Regions from separate parts of the Arachis hypogaea genome. Here region 2 is linked to region 1. The links are chromatin contacts, called in public Hi-C maps. All regions are on one chromosome and are shown on one strand. Each heading gives the region's core, a stretch centred on a gene start, on an enhancer-like site or on the middle of the called end of the contact. The rest is flanking DNA. Distances are from core to core; before and after follow the strand shown.

What was found. A called contact is a pair of places that touch in the nucleus more often than the background predicts.
Region 2: a contact with region 1 is called in a Hi-C map of leaf, with 2.6 times the contacts expected there. The contact joins the enhancer-like site here to the promoter of LOC112803107 in region 1. A contact is called at or near these places in 2 of 8 Hi-C or Micro-C datasets (leaf and an unstated tissue).

Annotation. Positions count from the first base shown.
Region 1 is chr1:43,234,997-43,241,700 of arahy.Tifrunner.gnm2.J5K5, forward strand. LOC112803107 (THO complex subunit 1) reads right to left here and starts at 2,219. Exons shown (of 18, transcript XM_072198074.1): 1 at 1,906-2,219; 2 at 1,647-1,730; 3 at 1,228-1,302; 4 at 1,000-1,093; 5 at 528-673; 6 at 352-423. The coding sequence starts at 1,908.
Region 2 is chr1:43,626,961-43,633,650 of arahy.Tifrunner.gnm2.J5K5, forward strand. No RefSeq gene overlaps it. Among protein-coding and RNA genes, the nearest start is that of LOC112803136, 27 kb to the right of the region's middle. Within about 2 kb of position 4,546, at least 3 of the 3 cell types and tissues checked have open chromatin away from gene starts, as enhancers often do.

The sequences.
Region 1 (6,704 bases), core at 969-3,468:
TTAAGGCTTCAAGAAAAAAGAGAGAGAGCCATCTAAGAAAGAAGATTATGAAAAGGAAATAAAAAATCCAGAACTGAAGATAGGCTTCACACAATTGAACCTGATCTCTCTGATAATGGAAAGAAATGAGCCAAAAACATGAGAATTCTTCCACAAAACACCACATCATTTGCCTATAACGATAACATCAACACATTAAAGTTATGGCTGTCATGAGAAGAACACAATTGCAGCTAACCCAAACTTAAATAATACCCATCTAACAGAACACATTGCGCATATTATCATATAGCTTACAAGGGTGAGTCACGCTATAATCTTTTACACAAACATAACTGGTGTTTAATGGACCTTGGACAGCCGGCGTAGGAGCTGATTGCAGGTTCTCAGCATCACAAGCTTTCCTCGAGCAAAAAGTTCTTGCTGTATGTCATGCAATGATAAGAGTTCCAAACAAACAATGGTCATGTATATATCCAAAAAATAATTAGATGAACATAAAAGCTAGAAACAGTTGGCAAATATACCTTCCCTAATATATCTTGTTTGCTCTCTATATAACCAAAAATATCTTTGCAGTTTTTCATTGTAGACATTTCTGTCAAGTCTTCCAACAGTGAAAAAATCATACCACCTTCTATATGTTCTTTCTCACAAAGATATAGTACTATATCTGAAATGTGAAAACAGTATGCAAATATGAGCAGGAGATAAACATGGAAGACTACATAAATAAGATGCACGCCAAAACTAATTGGAACATTCCTAAAACAGAAGAAAAATGAGTGTAAAATTCAACCAAAGAATCAAAATAAAACCAATAATTAAATGATGCACGTTCCTTTAAGTCTGAGAAAATAAGAACTTTTTTACTTATGTAACAACATAGATTGCACAGTTACTAATGTAACTCATTGTGGGAAAGTGATCTATACTACATCAAATGATCAGAAAGCACCATAAAGAAAATTTTCTTGTAAGCAAAAATGGTTAACAAACCAAGAAGACGAGGAATGAGGCCTTGAGTAGTTTCAGTAGCATCAATTGATTGCCCAAAGTGCATTATTTTCTCCCCAGACTGTACTGCCGATGACTGTTCCAAAGTACAAACAATATCATACATGTCATAAACAGAGGAAACCAATAAACTCAACATTCAACAGGCAAAAAAAGAGGGGGAAAAAATACATGACTAATCCATGAAAAAGAAACTCCAGCTAGACATACCACATATTCCTGAAGTAGCATGCGTAGAATGTTTTCTAGCAACTGGTTCTCATCTTGGGCCAATTTCGTTTGCTTCTGTTAGACACAAATCAATTAAATCAACCACAGCTGTTAACAAAATCACATGAAAACTAAGGGAATCCTGGGCTCCCATTGCCAATCAGTCACCACAGGAACAAACATCAATCAATGAAGGATAGAATTACATATCCTATTATGATTCGAGATACTTCCTACTGAACCTTAAATACAAATTTCTTCATTTTAGTACCCCTTCCCCCAATAAATATCATTAATACAAAAAAATAAAAATAAAAATAAAAATAAAAGATAAGTGATCATAATCAAATGTACATTTCTCTATATACAAAATTCTCCGCTACATTTGAAATTCTCAAAAGATTAGAGGATGGATATACCTGAGGTTTGATGACTTCTTGAACTGTCAGTAAAGCGAAATGCTCAGGTGGCCCAGGCTGCATTATAGCCCTTTTAAACACCTCCTGCGAAACAACAACAACAACAAGCAATCAAGAAAAAGGAAGTAATAAAGCCAAGTTCTAGAACACAGGAAAGGGAATTAAATCAAACACAGCAATTCACACAAAACAGTGTTCAAAATTGGGGCAGTGTCTTACTCAACAAGTGGAATACGGAAAATAGCGGAAGGGAGCTTACCATGTTGAAGTCTAGAACGAAACCCTCACTTATGGTTATGGAACCGCAAGGCCACCAATAATTAAAACAAAAACGTAAATAAAAAAGAAATCAGCAGCGCATTCCAAATCCTGGTTCTGCAGCGGTGGAAAGGGAGCGTCGCAGCGTGAAGGACACGACGGCGGCACGGCGGGAAGATGGTGGCTAGCCACTTTAGCGGGGTTTAGAACTTTAGATGCAGGGAAAGGTATGTTTCAGGGCTTCACTGTCCCAAGAAGTTCAATTTTTCGAAAATTATAGTAACAGTTTGTTTTGGCTAGATTATACGAAAAATCTTTTAGAAAAATAAAATAATTTTATATTTAAATATGTCTTTTGTAAAAATATCATTTTATTTAATAATTATATTTAGATATGATAATACAAAATCATTTTTTATTTATTATAAAATTAAAAATGTTTTTTAAATAAAAAAATAAAAATAAAAAATATAAATTATAATTTTTAAGAAAAAATTATTTTTTTAATATTTTAACTTTTATTACTAAAATTTTATTGAATATACTAAAAAAAATTTAAAAAATTAACAATTTAATAATACTCAAACAAGGATTTATTTAGGACACATGTTAAATTTATAAATTAAAAAAATTTATTGTTAAAAATATAAAAAATTTAAAGATGTACTTGGTTTGAGTGTTTCTAGTTTTTATTTTCACTTAAAATAAAAAATAGAGATAAATATATGTTAGTTTGATTTTAATGAAAATTGTTTTTATGGAAATGTTTTCATAATAAGGTGAAAACAAGGAAACACATACCTGTTTTTACAATTTTCATTATGGAGTGACTTTTTTCATTCTCATCACGGTTAAAATTAAAAAAATGTATTTTTCTAAAAATATCTCTTTTGCTGCATGTGTTTTATTGTATTTGAATATAATATAAAAGACAGTAATATAATGTCTTGTATTATGTTCAGATAGATATGCAAAATGATTAAAATATTATGCAAAATGGTTAAAATAGTTATATATTCTAAATTTTCCGTATCAAATACAAATTAATTTAATGAGAGTACGTAGGAGTACAAGAGATTACAAAAAGAATTAATCTATGAATCAACAAGGTAAAAATTGTATTGAAGCAACAAAATTAAGAATAAACAAAGTAACGTAAGAGTGAATTAAGCCTCCATTAAGAAAACTTATAACATGTCATAAAAAAGATAATGAACTTTAAGAAAGAAAGAATTATTCAGTAAAGTAAGAAATTCTACCAGAAAATAGTACAAAAAAAAGAAAAAAAATAAAGAAAAGGCGGCAAGAAGAGAATACATTTTTGAGAACAATGATGTAGAGAAAAAGTTTAAATTACCAAAAATAAGAAGGGATAATAATAAAATAATAAAAAATATCTATGGATAAAAGGAAAAAATCATAAAAAAATCCGTGTGTACCTTCCTAAATTCCGTGTCTATTATTATCCTTTATAAAAAAATGGATACAAAAATATAAAAAATTGTTTGAGAGACAATATATTCAGTGTCCATATCTCTGTCTCTGAACATTCTTTAAATATTGGTTGTCTATGTCTCTGTGTTCTTTCTCCAAAAACAAACGTTACTTTTATTTTTTTTTTTATGCCACCTCCGATCCATTCTCTCAATTTTTCTATAATTGGTCGTTAATCTTCTTTATACTGCTTAATATTGTGCTGGTAAACTTTTTTTTCTGGAAAAAATGAAACATTTCTTTTTTATATGCGTTTCTATTTTTAAAATAACATTTTGGGAATTTTTGTTTCTCAAAAGTTTTTCTTTTTTTAGCATTGTGATGATTTTTATTAAGAGGTTAAGTTTTGTTTTATGTTTAAATAGTTATATGTAACATTGTTGATATTTCTTTCCTTTGTTGCATCTTATATGTAATAATAGTTAATATTTATTAACATAAGATAAGAAAAATCTGAAACCGAATATAGTAAAAAATAGTCCAATAAAAATACAAAGCTTCTATTGGCATACTCTATGAGCGAGTAAAGAATGGGCAGCTGCAATGTTCAACATTTAAGACAATAGTTTAGGAAAAAATAAAAAATCAATTGACTATAATTGTTACAGAACATTACGATATAGCTAGGCTAAAGGAAAAGTATGATCAACAATGCATTGCACATTGACCGAGAATTATGTTCGTCTAGAATTTTTCAATAAAAATAGAATTTCGTTGTAAGCATAATTTTAAACTAATTAATAATCCTCAATCAAAGTTATAATTTAGTTGTTACAAGTATAAATTTCAATAAAAATAAATCGAAATATTTAAATTTCGGATCGTCTCATAAGAAATTGCAATAAAGTGCTCTATTATTGACTATGAAAGAATAAGGGGGTTTGATTTGATGATTGATAAGAAAAGTAAATAACAAGAAAGTAAATAACAATTAACTAATAAAGGAAGGAAAAAAATTCTTAACTAAAGCATAGAAATTGAGATCACCATCATTGTCTAACAACCATATATTAACAATTATGAAGGACAAACCCATCAAGTCTACTTCTATACTTAAAGTAAGTCAAATAGGCTTATTCAACATCAACCCATAAGTCCCAATCTAGCCACTAATTGACATAATAGTAGGCTAGTGTTAATGGGTATCGAATTGACCAGTAAGGGTTCTCAAATTACCAATTCAATTTGACCCAATGACTTAAGGTCACCCAATTCTCTTAGCCTAGGCCAAGAGTATAGAAAACTACTCTAATACTAGTGGAAATATTTTATCAAACACCTAGAGTGCAATAAAAGTAAGCATCACAAAATGCAAGAATTAATAAAAACTATAACTAACATAAGCAAGAAATCAACAATAGCAACTAAGATAAACATAAAATAAAAGACATAGAAACTTAAAATTGCATTAAAAGAGAATTGAAATTGACAAGAGAGTGCATAAACTAAATTAGCAAAATAAAGAAATTAACAAGAGAAGTAGATCAACTAAAATGCTAGAACAAATTAAAGTAAAAGAAAGCTAAAATGAAACAAGATTAAAATCTAGATCTAAATGGAAGTGAAATAAGAATCCTAAAATCTAGAGAGAGGAGAGAGTTTCTCTCTTTAGAATTCTAACCTAAAACATGATGAAAACTAAACTATGACTACCTCCCCCCTTCCCTTTCAATTCTTGGGTTCAAAAAGCATCAGAAATGAGTTAGATTTGGTCCTCCTTGAACTCAGAAATCGCCCCCAGCGTATTGCCTTTGATGAGGTCACGTGCCGCTTGTCACACATATGTATGGGTCACGCGTACACGTCACTGGCAACTTTCCTTATCACACGTACGCGTTGCCTTGACATTTGCTTCTTCATGCGTATGCGTGGGCCACGTACACGCGTCGCTCGGCAGATTACCAAAATCTCATTTATTCATAAATTCTCTATTTTTGTATGCTTTTTCTTCATTTCTTCAATTCAATCCTTGCCTTCTAAACTTGAGATCACTTAACAAACATATCAAGGTATCGAATGGAATTAAAGTGAATTAAATTTAGCAATTTTAAAGCCTAAAAAGTATGTTTTCACTCTTAAGCACAAGTTAGGAAAAATTCGCAAAACCATGCTATTCCATTGAATAAATGTGAGATAAGTTGATAAAATCCCCTAAATTCAACACAAGATAAACCATAAAATTGAAATTTATCAAACCTCCCCACACTTAAACTAAGCATGTCCTCATGCTAAACCAAGAAATACAAGAAATGGGGTATGAACATTTATTCAATACAAATAAACTATATTCACTTATCTTTATGAATGCAACTAAATGTAAGATGCTTCTACCTACTTGGTTAAAAGTAAATCAATCTCCAAGAACACATATGAACATGTAGGGCTAACGTAGTATGATGATTCATGAATTCCACCAATTCAAATATTAAAATGAAGTTCAAATAGACTTGCAAGAAGAAAGCTCATAAAAGCCTAGAACAAAGACTTGAGCATTGAACCCTCACCAGAAGTGTATTTGCTCTAGTCGCTCAAGTGTATAGGGTTGATTCACTCAATTCTCCTCTAATCATGCTTTCCAAGATTTTTTTCATCTAACAATCAATAATTATTCAATACATGCATACATTTATCATGAGGACTTATTCATAGGTTGTAATAGGGTTAGGATAAAGGTAAGGATATATACATACATACATACATACATACATATACATATATATATATATATATATATATATATATATATATATATATATATATATGGCTAAGTGAGCTTGAAATTTACATCTTTGATTAACTTAGACTCTCACCAAACACATATAACAACCTATACAATTCTAATAGACCACCTAGCTACCCATTATTCCTACTTTTTTTTCTACATACTCATGCATTCTGTTTAATTCACATTCCATATGCATTGTTATTATTACTTTGCTTTGGGGCATTTTTGTCCCCTTTTTATTGTTTTTCTTTTTCTCTTTTTTTTCTTTTATATATTTTTTCTTTTTATTTTTCTTTTTCTTTATCATTTTCTTTCACTAAAGTATATACAAACGTATCAAAGCATATGGTTTTACATATTTAATACATAAGTATGTACCCAATTCCCAAGATCTTCAAAAAATACAAAAAATGCACTTTTATCCCAACCAATGTTCTCAAATTTCCCTTATTTAAATGATACGCACTCTCACTAGTCTAAGCTAATCAAAGATCCAAACAAGGGATATTTATTGTTTTTCACTTAGGGGTAGTAATGTACTAAAATTCAGAACAAAAGGGTATTAATATAGGCTCAAAATT
Region 2 (6,690 bases), core at 3,296-5,795, 390 kb after region 1:
CTGGTCCTTATCAAATCGGTGCTGAATAGTCTCCCCATATATTACCTTAGTCTATACAAGATGCCGAAGGCGGTAGCGGACAAGCTGATCACTTTACAACGGAATTTTTTGTGGTGCAAGGAGAACGGGAACTATGGTATACCTATGGTAAAGTGGGAGATAGTTCAGGCTCCAAAAAAGGTTGGGGGCTTGGGGGTTGGTGATGCAGTGCTGAGAAACACAGCGCTTCTGTTTAAGTGGTGGTGGCGGTTTTCAAAGGAGGATTGCTCACTGTGGAAGAAGATTGTTTGTTCGTGTAATAAGTTGAACCCGAATGTCATGTTAGCAACTCAGCCTTTACCAGTAAAGGGTGGGCCTTGGAAGGACATATGTCAGCTGAATATAAAAGAACCGCGGATTCGAGATAAAGTGGTAAGTGGACTGGCAATGGAAGTAGGCAATGGTATGCAGACTCGATTTTGGGAAGATAATTGGGTTCAAGGTGGTACTCTTAAAGGAAGTTATCCGAGACTCTACTCTATCTCCAGCCAGCAAGGACTTGTCATTGGGGAGTGTGGTTTTTGGGATGGGCTTGATTGGATTTGGAATTTTCAATGGAGGAGGGCACTATTCCAATGGGAGCTGGAGCTTGTCAATCAGCTGCATGAGAGGTTAAGGCCAGTGAGGTTGTCATCAGGTAGGGAGGACAATGTGGTGTGGAAGTTTGAAAATAAAGGTATTTTCTCTACTAGTTCTGTGATCCAGGCTATACAAGCGGAGACATTATCAGCTGAGATAACGAGTTATAGCTTCACGAGTTCCATTTGGAAAGGTTTCGTACCTCCGAGAATTGAGCTATTCGGGTGGTTTGTGTTAGTTGGTAGAGTTAACACCAAGGAGCGGCTGACTAAACTAGGAGTCAACATTCTGGGTGATAGTATGTGTGTACTGTGTACCAAGGAATTAGAATCTGTTGAGCATCTATTCCTTAGGTGTGAGGTAACATGGCAGGTGTGGTGCAAGTGGATGAAGTCACTAGGAAGAGAGTAGGTGATTTCCGGAACTGTTAAAGAAATGTTTGAGAGTTGGCATGGCATGCATAATAGACAACAAAGGAAGAAGATGTGGATGACAGTGTTCTTTGCAGTGATTTGGAACATCTGGTTGGAACGGAATGCACGAATCTTTAAGAATGAAAGATCAAGTCTGGAGGTCATGCACACAAGGACGGTGATGAGTTACACGGAATGGAGTGGTGGTGATCCTGGGGGAGGATGAGAGTATTGGGGATATTAGGGGTTGGTTTATTTATTGGTAGCTGGTTATGTGTCTTCTTCTTTCTTTTATTTGCTCCACTTTAATGTGTTGAGCTTCCTTTGTTTCAAAAAAAAAAAAGTTAATATGTGATCGAAAATGTCTCAAGAGAGGAGGTGAATGTAGTCATAGAACTAGTGACTAAGATTATTTATTAATGGATAGTTACCAAAACAGTAATTTTATAGCCATTTGTTTTTACTGTATCTAGTAAAAACAAATATTTTTACCGGTATGGATAATGTCGTACCGTATATTATCCTACTCCAAAATATTTTTAGAATATTTTAGTGAGGATAAATGGATAAAAAAATACCCGTAAAAATATATTATCAGTTAACTTTTATCCTGGTAATCACAATTATTAATTATTAGCATTTATTGCCATCATAGCATTTATTAATACTATTATTTAATTTTTTTTATCTGGACTCGCCTCGTTAAATCAAAGGAAACTGTGATTCTCGAATTTTACAAATTCTAGTCGCAAAATGTCCAAAAATTATTGTTTCGCAAAATTGGGTTCTTATATATTCACTTGTGTGAAAATTATAGAGCCTTTTCTTAAGAAATATCTTATTGTGTAGTGATTTGGTCTCGTACAATTTAGTGACTGTGTCTCAAATTTTCTTTGTTGTTTTTTTCACTAAAATACTTGATAATACCGAGTCAACTATTGCTGAGTGCAAGTTGGCAACAGTATTGTTGTCGATCTCTCCAATCGCCATTAGCAATACCTGGGATTCTGCTTTCAACTGCATCTAAGCAATTTTTTTTTAATTGTCTTAATTTTTAGTTTTCAAACAGAGAAGTTACTTTCTTTAAATTTCTCGATCTTAAATTTTGCTATCATAATACTAACATCGCTCTACTCCTTCACAGTAGAAACATTATATTATGAACCTAAAATTTTAATCCTACTATTAGATATTCGAGTAACAAAACAAAATAACGCAACTAAAATTTGAAAGTAAAAAAAAATGAATTGAACACAGTGATTTATCTTTAAATAATTTTAGAAATATTATAACTAAATAAAAAAAATAATAATACACTCACTAAACTTAGCACACAGACTTCATTCTCTCTTGATCTTACACACACACATAAAAATAGCCCGCTCTCCTTTTATTTAATGCTTGGTGGCTTAGCTTTCTTCGACTAGAACACCCACTCTTATTTCCAACTTACACTTATGCCAGATATTTTGTTTTTGATATTGGAGTAGAGCGGTATTCTTTTAAAATGTGAGTTGATAGGGTATTATTTTTAAATGTGGAACTGTTTAATTAGATAAACAAAAATTGGACCATTCGATTTATGAGAAATATAGAAATTAAACCAAAAGATTTGTGACAGAACAGAAATTGGATCGAGAAATTTTTGTTAAAAAAAATTAAAAAATTTGAAATATAAAAATTGGACCCTTTGATTTATGTATCTTTCACATTTTTTAAAAACACTAAAAATTATAATATTAAAATATATCACTACTTTTACTTCTATATATCACTATTTTTACTATATAAAAGTTATTCTAATATAGTTATACTATAACGATTATAATAACTATGGTGTTTTAAAAAGTTGCTAAATAAAGTAACATTTTTTTATTATTAAACTATGCTTTATATATATTCCAACAAAGGCAGTGCATTATGATGGCATGCATTTCATGTTTTCATTATTTTATTCTTTTTGTTAATGCATGTATGACATATTATTTTTATTTTATTGATCATGCATTGCATACTTATTATGATTTTATTGTATGGAAAAAATATCTTCCGTTCAAACTACTCTATGATGACACTTCGCACATATCATGTAATTTTTTTTCTCTCTTTTTAAATAATAATTTTGCAGGGAATATGAGATTTTAGTAGATTGAGTTTTACCTTTATTTGTTATCTCGGAAGATAATTTACTGGGTAGGTGATTTTTTTTTAGAATGTGTAGCAAAAGGATAAACATTTTTGGAATTAATATTTCAAAAACATCTGTATTAATCAACGACATATATATATATATATATATATATATATATATATATATGTTATATATTTATATAAAAATATATTTTAAGTGGATATTGAACTAAAAACTTTTTAATAAATACAAAAAATTTTTAAAAACTAAAAGAAAACCATTAATTAATAATTTAATATTTTTTAACATAAAAATCAGTTCTATTTTAAATTATCATTAAGTTATATAATAATGTTATATCTTTTTTGTAACCTACAGATAGAATTAATAGAATTAGAGTTAGAATATTCTCAACCTACGAATAAAATTAGAATTGACTTTAAATCTTATTTTATCCTACCCATTGTCACCTTTATTAACAAGTTAGGTGGGTCAAATGTCAAACTAAGTGACAGTTTTGACTGCAAGCTAAACAACACAATAATATCAAATAGTTACATATAGATAAATTTTGTTTTTTTTGTTTTTTTGTTTTTTTTTTTATAAATGAAATACTCAATTTTATAGAAAATTTACTATCCCACTTAGAAGGTAGAAATATTTAGATCTTTTAAAGAAGCAACATTCTCAAAATAAATATTTTGAGAATCTTCTACTGAACATTGAGAGATTTTTATTTTAAGGAAATGTCAAAATAATGAAATGTTTTTCTCTACCAAACACGTCCATAGAAGTTTTATATTTCATAGTTTGTTCACATTCTATTTAATATGAATAAAATGCGAGTTAACAATATCTCACACATAATATATAGTAACTTAGTTATACATAATAACATTGTTTGAATTTGTTTGAATGCAAAATACTTGAACTCGGATAATTAGAATGACAAACAACTTTTTATGCGTTTATTTACAAATGCATGTCCAAGATCATTTTAGTATAATATATTAAATATTAAATAGTTTATCAGTTTCGTTCATATTTTTTTGCCTAAATTATTTATATTTTTTTCTCAGTTATTTATGGTATTCTCTAGTTCAACAGATTAAAAACTAATCTGATGTAGATTTAAGATTCATTTAAGGAGGGCCAATTGATTGTTACAAACTGAGTGAACTACAGGGACAACCTAAATTGGTTTGAATCATCTATATCTATGTTTTTCTTTTTTAATTTTTGGATTCAAGTTCGAATCATCTTATTCCTTATAATTGCCTATCTTCAATTATTTTTTTTCCAGAGTTGAGGGGCATTTCTTCTTGTCAATAACATGCAAGCGATCAACGTGCAAGCCAATAACTTGTTTTGAAGTAGGCCTTACTTTATGGGTCCAAAAACTGTCCAAGACTCTTTCTAGACAAAAAAAAAATAAAACAAGGGGAATAACAATGTGGCCCAAATGAAGATAAAAGCTACTCTTGTCCGTCCAAAATAAAAATACCAAATTTGTACAGAGACCAAAATTAAACAAAAAGAAAGCGCATGAAGATCAAAGGCAATAGGGGATTTATGACCATCAAAGTTGATCTTATGAAAGCCTGTGATAGGCTTAATTGAAAGTTGATTGAAACAACCTTGCTTGAGTTTGGTATTCCTTAGCAACTTTGCAATATCATTATCCATGAACTCTTCCCATACACCTTATGTTGGCTGATGAGTTGATTATTTTCTTTGAAGCTTTAGTGCTTCAAGCTGAAATGTGCGATGCATCGGGGCATCGGGTCAACCAAGCAATGACCTCCAAAAGAGGATTTAAAGAAACACATGATATTGGGAGATATTTGGGTTCAAACATTCAAGTAAGCACCACTTGTCGCATAAGTTCAAGTTATGGCTCTTTCGATGGCAAGTAGAATTACACTCGCTTAGTCGGTCAATGGCTCTATGGCATCATTGGGTGGAGCAAGATCTTAGCCCCTAAGGATTGTGGTGGTCTGGGATTCCGAGATTTAAGAACTGTAAATGACTCTTTGGTTATCAAGAGTGGCTGGAATTTGCTGGTGAATCAAGAGCAAAGTATCGTAGGCACAAGAGTGGAGATTCGACTCTTTGGAAGGACATCACTAACTGGTGGCCGAAGATCCTTCAAAATGCGAGATTTCTGGTTAGTAATGGGGAATTTTGCTTCTCCATCAATTACTATTAATGAGTTGGAAAGGTCTATAAAGTCCTATATCACTGAGGAGGATATTGGAAGATTAGAGAACTCAACCACATGCTCCTTAATAATATGATTGTAAAAAACAGTAAATTTCCTCCCTCAAAGCCCAATGATTGTATTGATGCGTTGTATTGGAGGCCAACTCCTAAAGGTGAGTTCTCTATTAAACATACTTATAATATGCACAAAGATTTGGTTTGGGAGAAGATTTGAAATTGGAAGGGCATTCAAAGAGCAAATATTGAAGTGGAGAGGCTCTCAACTCATTTTTCATTCTTGATTTGAAAGATACTTTTATTAATACTACCTGGATGATTTGGAGGTATAGGAATGATTATGGCCATGGGCATACTATTTCTGCCTGGATAAAAGTGGACAAAATTAGAAAGCTCGTCCTTGATTAGATTAACATTAGCAATATCACCTGGGTGTGATTTAAGTTGAACTCTTATGGTGCCTGCAGGGGTAACCCAAGGAATGATGATACTGGAGGGTGGATTTATGGGTTGGCCATGAAATTGGACAATGCTACAACGATTGAAGTGGAGATTAATGCTATCTTCAGAGGTCTTGAGATAGTGTAGGAGAAGGGAATCAGATCAGATTGCTTATTGTGGAAACAGACTCGAAGGGTACTATATACATGATTATTAAGCCTCCTAACAAGCATCCAACTCTAACTAACGCGCATCATTAGATGGATTTCTACGCTCCTTAACCGTAATTGGAGAGTCAAAATTAGACATTTCTATAAAGAAGCAAACAAGGTTGTCGATGGTCTTGCTACTCTCATATTGGATTCGAACCACCCAGCCCCATTCCCTTCTTTATTTTAGTTTATTGTTGTGGCATCTCTTTTCCTACACTTTTCTAGTTTCTTTGTTCTTTGGCTTTAGGATCTTAGGTAGAGGGCCTCTACTGTAAACAAAAAAAATGCATTAAGGAAGAGCGACAAATTATTAAAACATTAACCCGAGTTGAAAAACAAGAGAAAGTAATTTTGTTGTAAGATTATCCTTTTTGTTGTAGAATAAAAGATATATAAAGATGTATAAATAGAAGACTCTAGTATTAAAATAATTAACTCAATAATTATTTATATATATATATAATAATATTATATGTTTAATGTGTATATATATATAAAGATAGAAAGAAGTATTAAAAGTAAAGAGAGAGAAAATTGCATATGTTTATTGTTACTATCTCAATATAATAAAGATGATTAATATTGTTATTAATATTATATGTAAAGAGTAATAGAAAAGAGAATTTAAAATACTTATAAAATAAAAGAAGAGAAA